Linked DNA regions of Lactuca sativa: region 2 is linked to region 1. A link is a contact called in public Hi-C data. All regions are on one chromosome and are shown on one strand. Each heading gives the region's core, a stretch centred on a gene start, on an enhancer-like site or on the middle of the called end of the contact. The rest is flanking DNA. Distances are from core to core; before and after follow the strand shown. Region 1 holds the start of LOC111882008. Region 2 holds the start of LOC111912430 (serine/threonine-protein phosphatase PP1 isozyme 3).

Evidence for each region. A called contact is a pair of places that touch in the nucleus more often than the background predicts.
Region 2: a contact with region 1 is called in a Hi-C map of seed, with 5 times the contacts expected there. The contact joins the promoter of LOC111912430 here to the promoter of LOC111882008 in region 1. A contact is called at or near these places in 2 of 4 Hi-C or Micro-C datasets (leaf and seed).

The regions. Positions count from the first base shown.
Region 1 is chr9:89,739,820-89,744,988 of Lsat_Salinas_v11, forward strand. LOC111882008 reads left to right here and starts at 3,038. Exons shown (of 8, transcript XM_023878377.3): 1 at 3,038-3,273; 2 at 3,373-3,574; 3 at 3,736-3,912; 4 at 4,004-4,153; 5 at 4,255-4,356; 6 at 4,426-4,496; 7 at 4,570-4,637. The coding sequence starts at 3,380.
Region 2 is chr9:89,943,627-89,948,795 of Lsat_Salinas_v11, forward strand. It overlaps LOC111912430 (serine/threonine-protein phosphatase PP1 isozyme 3), which reads left to right and starts at 1,972. Exons shown (of 4, transcript XM_023908168.3): 1 at 1,972-2,392; 2 at 2,593-3,152; 3 at 3,268-3,489; 4 at 3,717-4,011. The coding sequence starts at 2,215. The coding sequence ends at 3,456. It overlaps LOC111912429 (folylpolyglutamate synthase), which reads right to left. Exons shown (of 16, transcript XM_023908166.3): 14 at 4,969-5,127; 15 at 4,741-4,886; 16 at 4,379-4,662. The coding sequence ends at 4,603.

The DNA.
Region 1 (5,169 bases), core at 1,788-4,287:
ACAACCTTACCTTTAGACCTATAATCACCCACATGTATAAGTTCATCGTAAAAATGAACATGGTTGGTTGTCATAGGTAATAAATTACAAATTTGGTTACTTTAGCACAAGAAGAACTATTTCCAGAACGATTTTCCCTGGGAAATCGATTAGTACCACTTTCCAAAACATTATTAACAACTAATAATTGTACTGTGTTGGGAGACATAGTAGTAACAAAACTAAGAAAATATCTAACATCACGATCGTCAAAAATCTGCATAACTATATTTGATCCAGGACATTAAAAAGATAGACGAATTTGATTAGTGTGTAACCTAGACTTAGAAGCAATGAATGTAACTAACTAAAGAAGTTGATATAATTGTTTATATCTACACCAAATCATGTGTAATCCGGAACAAGATACTGCATACACTCGTCGATATGTTGTCATTGCCCTCCACTAAAAATTGGAACTCGAAAAAAACTCGTATACGTACTCATTCAAGAACGTTTATGGAAAGTATCAAACAAACAAATATATTAAAAACACAAGTTTATTGCAAATTTGGAACAAAAACATACAAAAACCCTAATTCTAGCTCTCCGGAACACCACTCCGGAATGTACGACCGTTACAAACTTCAGTCCGGAATACATTTTTCAGTCCAGAAGGTACGAAGTGTCAAATTTCGGACCTCATCCCCACCAACCAACATCCACGACGGAAGAAGATCATAAATACTCCGAAATATCGTATTCCGGATCACAACTCCGGAACAAAACTTCGTGCTCCGAAATACGGTATTCACGATCATGTGGTCATTTTTTCAAAAACAAAAACTGTTATTTTTACATAGATGAACTCGTCCACTAGACAATATAATATTAGTTATAATGAATCTCATATATCTTCATGACTCTCTCTCTCACTCATCTTTTGAAAAAAAATTATTTTCAATAGAAAATTAGTTCCACATACCATGGTAAAACACCAAAGTTTAAAATGTTAATACTCTAAATGAAAATACGATCATATTTTAATTTGCAAAAAGGCTAATACTTTGCGATCAATAGTATTTTTGTCATTTTAGATTAAAAAAAAATGAGCCCTATTAGCTATTAGAAAGTTGGCAACTTCTTTTGACTTTTATTTAAGTTGATTACACATTTAAAACGCTGAAATTCGAGTGACATGTGATATAATTTAGTCACAAACAAAATACGTAAATTACAAATGTATTATAAGAGTTGAAAGAATATTCCGAAGCCACAAGTAGAGATATTCTTTACCAACTGGAAATATATTTAATTACTCTTTTTAGATGGTCCCAAAACTCTCTCTGCCCTTTTCTTTACTTTGTCTTTTTTTATGGCACGTGAAAATTACTGTTCGGACCCTTTGTTGGAATTCCTATAGAACAACATGTAAATTTCAAATAATTTCTCTTTTGACAATATAATTTTTAAATAATTGCTTCTCAAAAACATAGACCATAAATGTATTGATTTTGAAAATATGATCTATAAACTAAAACTAGTCTAGAATATGTAGCATTTTCTATTTGATTTGTCATCTGTAATTCATCAAAACAATTTATATGTAGCAAAATTTGTATAATTATAACAAATTTAAGTCCACACAACAACTTTTAGTCATCTAAAATGGGTTGGGTTGGCTAACATATAAACATTTTTGTTTTCCTTAGAACTTTTAAAATAATTATATACAAAATACAATTACAAAATATCCGTTATCATAACCATGTCTATTTTTTTGCATAAATGGATTACATGTTTTAAGCATACAAATATATATTTTACATGACCTCACCAAACAAATATGGAATAGAAAACCATATAGTTTTTTAATCGGGTTTAATAAACCATTTCAAAAAAAAAAATCACTGTTTATAAATTATATATTTGTTTTATTTCTTTTTTTCGTCCAACTTATAACTATAAGGCAGATCTTGAAAATTGTAAAATTTGATCATAATATTTTTTCTATATAAATTATAAAAAAAGATGACTCATGAGACTACCTAACTCCTAATCTCTACTTAAACTCTTTCCCTACATCACACTCACACCGAAAGTACAAAGGTGAAGCAGATTAATATGATAATGTTTCAAGTTAAAAACTCAAGCACCGCTTTATTAACAATCAATGTATGTAGCATATATCTAGCACTTCGTAGTCATGCGTTCACCCTATTTTTAGTTTGGATTTTTTAATTACATGTTGATAAAATATAAACTAAAGCCACTTGTATACTTATAAATTAGTTTATAACCCGTGAAACCACGGCTACAAAATTAATTAAACTTTAATAGTTAGAACACAAAATTATTAATCAATTATAATCGTTAATTTAAATAAATATATGAAATTATATCACCTTATAATTTGTATTAATTTTATTTTAATTTTTATTGCATTGTTATTAATTTATTGTAATTAAAATGAAAATTTTAAAATTTGAAATAGATAATTAATAGGTTGACAAGTTGCATGCATTAATTAAGAGGTTTAATAAAGTGACACGTGACAAAAAAATGTGTATTAATTAGAAGGCCTAATATGATGACACATGTCAAAATGATATTAAAACTATTCTTTTATTAGAATAGGGATGTTTCAAAATAAAAATAAGTATACAAAATACAATAAAATGCATATATTTTCAGCCTTTTAAGCTTGAATTACATACATATATAAGGTTTCCTTTTAAACTTAAATATCACAATCATATCAAAACATAAATATTAAAGTTATACTTGACACACTAATTAAAAAAAAAATTAATTACTAGTCGATAAAAATAATTGAAATACATAAAATAATATAAAAAACTTATAAAAATAAAGTTATTCTATAATTAATAAAATTATATATGATTCTTCTATTTATCAAACATTTCAATATAAATATCTCAAGAAATAAACTAGTTTTAAGTTTAAACGTGATAAAAAAAATAACCTTGTTAAAATCATACTAAAAAGAGAAAATAACATATTGAAATAACCGACCTTTATTTCCTTTTCAGCTACGTAATCAAAGTACAATCTTTTTTAGGAGATGAAATGGGGGTATTGCTTGGTGCTCTCCAACGCCGATTAGGAGTTATCGTCAACAGCCATTCATACGCCATTATCAAGTGCTAAAGCTGGATAAGCTACAACAATTAGCCAACAAGTTGAAACCTTTTCAAACCCAAGCTTCGTGATTCATCGGAGAAGCAAGATCGTCATCTGCTAGGGTTTTGTAATTTTACAGACAGATCTCAAGTACGCGCCTGTTTTATCCAAAATTAGCTGTAACATTTTCGGTTTTTCTTCGATTCGTACACTAAAGACTTTATATATCTTCTATGGATGAACTCTCAGATTAAATATGCAAACGGAAGCGACGGTGGGGGTGGTGGAAGGCGGTGGACCCGCTCGTAAATTGGTAACGCATCACCAGAGGCCGGTGCAGCAGCAGCAATCTCAGGTAGGGACGGTGTCTCAGCTCATAGCCGGTGGTGTTGCCGGAGCCGTTAGCAAGACCTGCACTGCACCTCTAGCTCGCCTCACTATACTTTTTCAGGTTTTCTTTTATACCCTTCTTAATATGTGTATTTCATACACTTCAATCAGTGACCTGAGACTTATTGTTGATTGATTTGGGAAATATACTGGAAATCGAAAATTAATCATATTGGAGTTAGACCATAAGTAATCTGAAGCTGGAATTCCTCGATTCTACAGGTGCAAGGTATGCATTCCGATGCTTCTACCTTAAGAAAAGCCAGTATATGGCGTGAAGCTACACGAATAGTCAATGAAGAAGGATTTCGTGCATTCTGGAAAGGGAACTTAGTGACAATCGCTCATCGTCTACCTTACTCCTCCATCAGTTTCTACGCATTTGAACGCTACAAGAATGTTGGTACAAACGTTCTTTGCTGAAATTCTGTAGTCACATGTACATTTTAATTTGATTTTATAATGTTTTCTTTGCTTTTCAATTCTACAGTTTCTACAAATGTTCATGGGAGTTGAGAGCAATGGAACAAACATAAGTGCAGACTTGTGTATACGCCTTGCAGGTGGTGGTTTAGCTGGTATAACTGCTGCTTCTGTTACATACCCTTTGGATCTTGTAAGAACTCGCCTTTCAGCACAGGTACGATTTTGATAAATCATGAATCATATTAATTGGCAAATGGGAATTATCTTTTTTCATGTCCTAATTCCTAAATTGTTGATCTTTTTAAAATCTTGTAGAGAAATGTTTTATATTATAGAGGTATATGGCATGCTTTACGCACCATAAGCAGGGAAGAGGGGATTTTTGGCCTCTATAAAGGACTTGGTGCTTGTCTATTGGTAATAAAGTTCATTCCTTTATTTGCTATTATTGTTCCCTTTTATCTGACTTCATAAATGGCTTTACAGGGTGTTGGCCCAAACCTTGCAATTAGCTTTTCAGTTTATGACACCACAAGATCTTATTGGCAAATGCAAAGGTATTTATAATTTTATATACTTTTATACATCATAAATACTAACTTTAATCTCCACTGTGTTTTATGATAACAGACCACAAGATTCTACTGTTTTAGTTAGCCTGGCTTGTGGGAGTCTTTCAGGAATTGCATCATCAACAGGTTAGTTAATAGTTAATAGTTATGCTGACTTTTAAATGAAGTATTTTTTTCCTTTCTTGATTGAAGAAGATGGGATTGAGCATTCACTATATGGGAATGTAGTTTTGGTGTGCATTGAAAAAAAGAAGAATGATATTATAGGATGTAATAGTGTTGTTTTGAAAAAATGTATCGATGTTTTTTTATTAAAAAAAAAAAAGAGGTTAATAATGCCTGTAGCTGTCTTCGATGCTTTTGGTGCAGAGAAGCAGGTTGCGAGGCAGTAAATATGTAAACCAGATAAAGATAAAGATAAAGATAAAGATTCTCCCTTAGAGCCAGCCATGGAGTTGGCACTTGGGGTTAATCCTTTTCAAAAACAGTAAGTAAGTAGGGACAACAAATCTACTTACTTGTCATTTCTAAACTAACTTCCACTACAATCTTTGCTTCTTCATTTAACTTTACTTGCCTCTCCAAAATTAAACTTGGTTCTTGTGAGTTACTCAAGTCAAGTGAAAAAAAAAAATGCATATTTATACCCTTAATTAGG
Region 2 (5,169 bases), core at 722-3,221, 200 kb after region 1:
AATAATATTTCTTCTCTTTTAACAAATCATCCTGTCAAGTTGCTATGGTGAAGGCAACCCAAAAGGACCATGCACAACCGGGTCAAGTACTTACCAAATATGGTTACAGCCTTAGACACTAATCCAACAGTATTTTGGGGAACTCACTAAGCATTTATGCTTACAGTTGTTGTGTTGTGTGTTTCAGGTACTAGCAAAGACCGCTGGGAAGGCGTCGGCATGATCCGTACACACTGAAAGGATTTATGTATTTGAGATCTTTTGAGATTTTGGGATTTGTTGTTATGATGACATTGGATACAATTTTTTTGATGTTGTTTTGATGATTGAAAATATGTTCCAAAAATGAAAAATTGTTTTGAAAATTTACGTTGTTACATTAGAGGGGCCAACAACTTCTTATACTTCACTTCATAATCTGCATTTGCGTCCACCTTCTTGGACTTGTACTCCCTGGTGAAGCGATCAATGCCTCCAGAGTTGGAACACTTTGGTCCTTCCTTCTTCTCAACAATTGTCTTCTTACCAGCGACATAGCCTTTAGACGCCGATGAGTCAAACTTTGGTGGAAACCTTCTAGATCCAGATGGTTTCTTGTCACTTTGGCTAATGTAACGTTTTACTATTAAAATTTCACCTTCGGATTCATCATAAAATTTGTTGTCACTATTAGGGAGTGACTTCTTTGAGTAGAGGGCCACATATTTGTTCATGTGAGTGTCTCGCATAATTTCCTTGCGCAAGAGCTTCGTTTCTTCTTAATTACGAAGATTGTCAATGTATCCATCATCTCTTTGGTAGATTTGCAATTTTAAACAAAATGATAGATGTCATAGAGAAGAGCGTTTCCTATGGCAACACGAGCTTTGACGTCAAGAGCAACCAGACGCTCGTTGTCTTGATTGAACTCATGAGCAGGTTTTTCGACTTCATCACCTTCCTTAATGTTATCCTTCATGGGCTGATGCATAGGAACATAGGGATCGTATTTGATGATATCCATCATGGAATAGTTCATGGTTTCAAGGATCATCATGGATTTTGACTTCCACATGGTGAAGTTTTTCTCATCAAACTGTGGGATTTTATGACCAGAAGTGTTTTTAGAGTAACTAGATGGAAAAGAAGAAGACATTGTTAATCGATATCAATGACTTATTGTAATACCAGTTGTGCGATCCCTAATCAAGATCGATTAACAGAAAAGACAAAGAACAAAGGGTTTATCACAAATGTTTTTCACTAAGAATGTTCTCACCAAGAGAACAAGTACAAAGCTAGGATTCGTGAATTGGTAAATTACATGAGCTCTAAATACATGATTTTATAGTAATAACTAGTCGGTGAAAATCCCTACAAATTAGGGATTTAACCTAATCTATGTAAATACAGAGTATATCCAATATCCCGAAGATATCAGATATGCTAACTAACCATATACGTATACATCTACAAAACATCATCACACTGACACTGGCTATGTCGGTTAAGTCTTCACGTTGGCGTTGATGAGACGTTTGCACTGATGGAAGTCAGTGTGACCTGGTTTTACCTCATCAGATTCTAAGGTTTGACCTTACAATAATGATGTGGAGTAGTTTTTTTTAACGACAAATATAATATCCTCATAAACTACTCTTTGAATCCATATATGCCCATGACGAGACTTGAACCCTTAACATCAAAAAAGAGGGCAACACCTTATAGCATTGGATTAGAAACCCTTTAGTGATGTGGGGTAGTTAGTATGCCAAATTGTGATGTGGGCGTCGTGATGAGGTGAGTGAACACTTGTGTGATGGATATACCTATGGCCTAAGAATTTATCCCCATATAAAAGAGAGGCATGTGTAATTTTTTCAAAGTTTAGGGTCGTCTTTGAAATATTGACATTTATTTTAAAGGATCTTAATTTGCACGAAATAATCAACTACTACCCTCTTATATTTATATAACCAGTCACATCATGGCACACTTTTGTTGGCGAAGCCGTCACATTTGAGTCTCACCCTTCCTCAACTTGTTTCGTAAAATGGAGCGATAGTCGTCGTCTTCTTCTTCCTCCTCTCTCTCACAACACGATTATCTACCCATTTCTTCGTCATTCTTAGATTAAACAAATTCAATTTCTAGTTGACCCGTTTCGATTCACGCAGTCTCTCAGCATTTCAAAGAAAATTTCTAGGGTTTCGATTCTTAAACAAACTTTTGATAATGGACCCGGTAGCCCTCGATAGGATAATCGAACGGTTAATTGAAGTTCGATCGACTAAACCAGGGAAGTTGGTGCAGCTCTCAGAGGCTGAAATCAAGCAGCTTTGTGTTGCCTCTCGTGAAATCTTTATGAAACAACCTAATCTTCTTGAACTCGAAGCCCCTATCAAGATTTGTGGTATTTTCTGAATCCATTTCTTTAATGCTCAAGCGTTTAATCATTCGACCGATCTTTGTTGTTTCCGTTTCTTAATTTTGTTTTTGATGATTTGACTTTGCTTTACGCGTTATCTGATCGAGTGTTCGATTGAGGGTTTTCCGCTAAATGGGGATTTTATTTCTAACCCATTATTAACCCCCTTTTGTTTCTGATTTCAGGCGACATTCATGGACAATACAGCGACCTATTGCGACTCTTCGAATACGGAGGCTTTCCTCCCCAATCCAATTACCTTTTTCTCGGCGATTATGTCGATCGAGGCAAACAAAGTCTGGAAACAATATGTCTCTTGCTTGCTTACAAAATCCGGTACCCTGAAAACTTCTTTCTTCTTCGAGGAAACCATGAATGCGCTTCAATAAACCGGATTTATGGGTTTTACGATGAATGTAAGCGCCGATTCAATGTGAAGCTATGGAAAGCTTTCACAGAATGCTTCAACTGTCTCCCTGTCGCTGCACTTGTCGATGATAAGATCTTGTGTATGCATGGTGGACTCTCCCCTGATCTTTCCGATTTGGATCAAATCAGAAACTTACAGCGACCAACTGCCATTCCCGACACTGGATTGCTATGTGATTTGTTGTGGTCGGATCCTAGTAAAGATGTGAAAGGATGGGGGATGAATGATCGTGGGGTTTCTTACACTTTTGGTCCCGATAGGGTGTCAGAGTTTTTGACAAAACATGATCTTGATCTTGTTTGTCGTGCTCATCAGGTTTTTTTTGTAGCTCATTTCTTTTGACTTTTAGTTTTAGGTTAAACTCAAGAAACATCAATTTATACACATTTATTTGTTTAATTTGTTGAGTAAAAGTGTTATGGTGTATTAGGTTGTGGAAGATGGGTATGAATTTTTTGCTGAGAGGCAACTTGTTACAATATTTTCGGCTCCAAATTATTGTGGGGAGTTTGATAATGCGGGTGCAATGATGAGTGTGGATGAGAATTTGATGTGTTCATTTCAAATCCTTAAGCCAGCTGAAAAGAAAAACAAGTTCTTGATGTCTACAAAGATGTAAAATTGTCTTCAACTGCCTAGTGTATTTCCCAAGGTTAGCTCAAATCTTATATCTTTTATATTGTTAATTTACTTGTTACAATGATATATGTCATTAGGTCTTTGTAATGATTCTTGATATTGTTTGTAGTGGTTATAGTATTAATGTCTTTTTGATAGTAATGACATTGACTTAACTACTTTCTTAATGAAAGAATAATTTCATTTTCATTCTATTGTTAGTGTAAATAAAGTTGTGGAAATGATATATTTTTTTGGCAGATAATGTTGGTTTTGGAGAAGAAGAGGAAAAGAAAAGTGGGTGTTGCTCTTAGTTTTATGAAGATTCAATCAACGATTGCATTTGTGTTGAAACTTGAAAGAAATGATGAAGAATGAGGGAGAAGAGGAGAAAATTTGTGTTTTAAAAGCTACTACTTACTTACTCTATTGAATGTGTCTGTCTATATTTAGCTTTAGTAGACATTGTGAATGCTTCTCAATCATTTTGGAAAATTGCCATTAAAACAAACTTGTAGCTGTTTCATTAACTAATCCAGAGAGGGCAATTTGGGTATTCTTGGTTTATTATGTCATCTTGATTTTGTTCAATCTTTTGGGTACACCAAGGATCTTAACATGTTATGAATGAAACCATATGGTGGAAAACATTTTACAAATAAATTGTTAAATATGAAATAATAGTTTTGAAACTAAATTGAAAAGCTAATACCAAAATGACCATTTTCGAACTTCATTATGAGTTGGTTACAAACTCAATGATTCTTGTAAAAAAAGCATGTCCAAAAATTGTTTTTTCTGACAGGATTTGAAATTTTGAATTCAAATATTAGTATCGAATCTACTTTTTTAACTTGAATTTCTCATAAAAAAAAAATTGAAAGAATCGTTTTTTTGCCAACCAAAGTCCTAGTGGATTTCAATTAATTCAAAATCAAATGTTACAGTAACAATTCAAATTTAATCTTACAACTTACAACAGCAATTCAAAGTCAAAACCAACAAGAACAGGAAACTACCAATAATAAAAACCCCATCTTATACATGACATACATAATAACTTTCAAAATCGTCCTTTTGCTGTGTATGTTTTTTCACTTGAATAATTTCTAAGTTTGTTAGAATTACAACAAAAGCTTGTGAAAACTCATTTCTTGAGTAATTTAATGACGTCACCCACCAAATGCAATGAACCAGTTACAAGAACCTGATGCAACCACAATACACATATTCAATCAATCTTTTTTTTATTTAAAAAAGAAAAAAAGAAAAAAGGTCTTATTACCTTGAGTCGAACAGATTTATTGTGTTTAGCAGTGTCTCTTAACCACTTAATAGCCAATGGAAGAGATGCAAACACCACACTATTTTCACAGCTTTTAACAACACTCATTTCACTATACTCCGCATTATCTGTAACACTACTATTCCCTGAGAATATCATATCATTAATAAGAGCACAGTGGCATTTAAGTAATTTTCAAAACAATCAACTTTGTGAATGATAAAATACCTCTTTCACTAGATACAATGTTCTCCCATACTCTTTGAAGTGTTAACTGCCATGACACATCCACTAGAGATTCGGTTTGTGGGAATGAAGAGGTGGTGGACCCCACTTTGGTGTAAAGTGACATATTTGGCACAAATAGCGCCTTATTGAAGTTGATACCTGAAAATAGTAACCTACTTTACTCTCTTTTTTTTCCTCTAC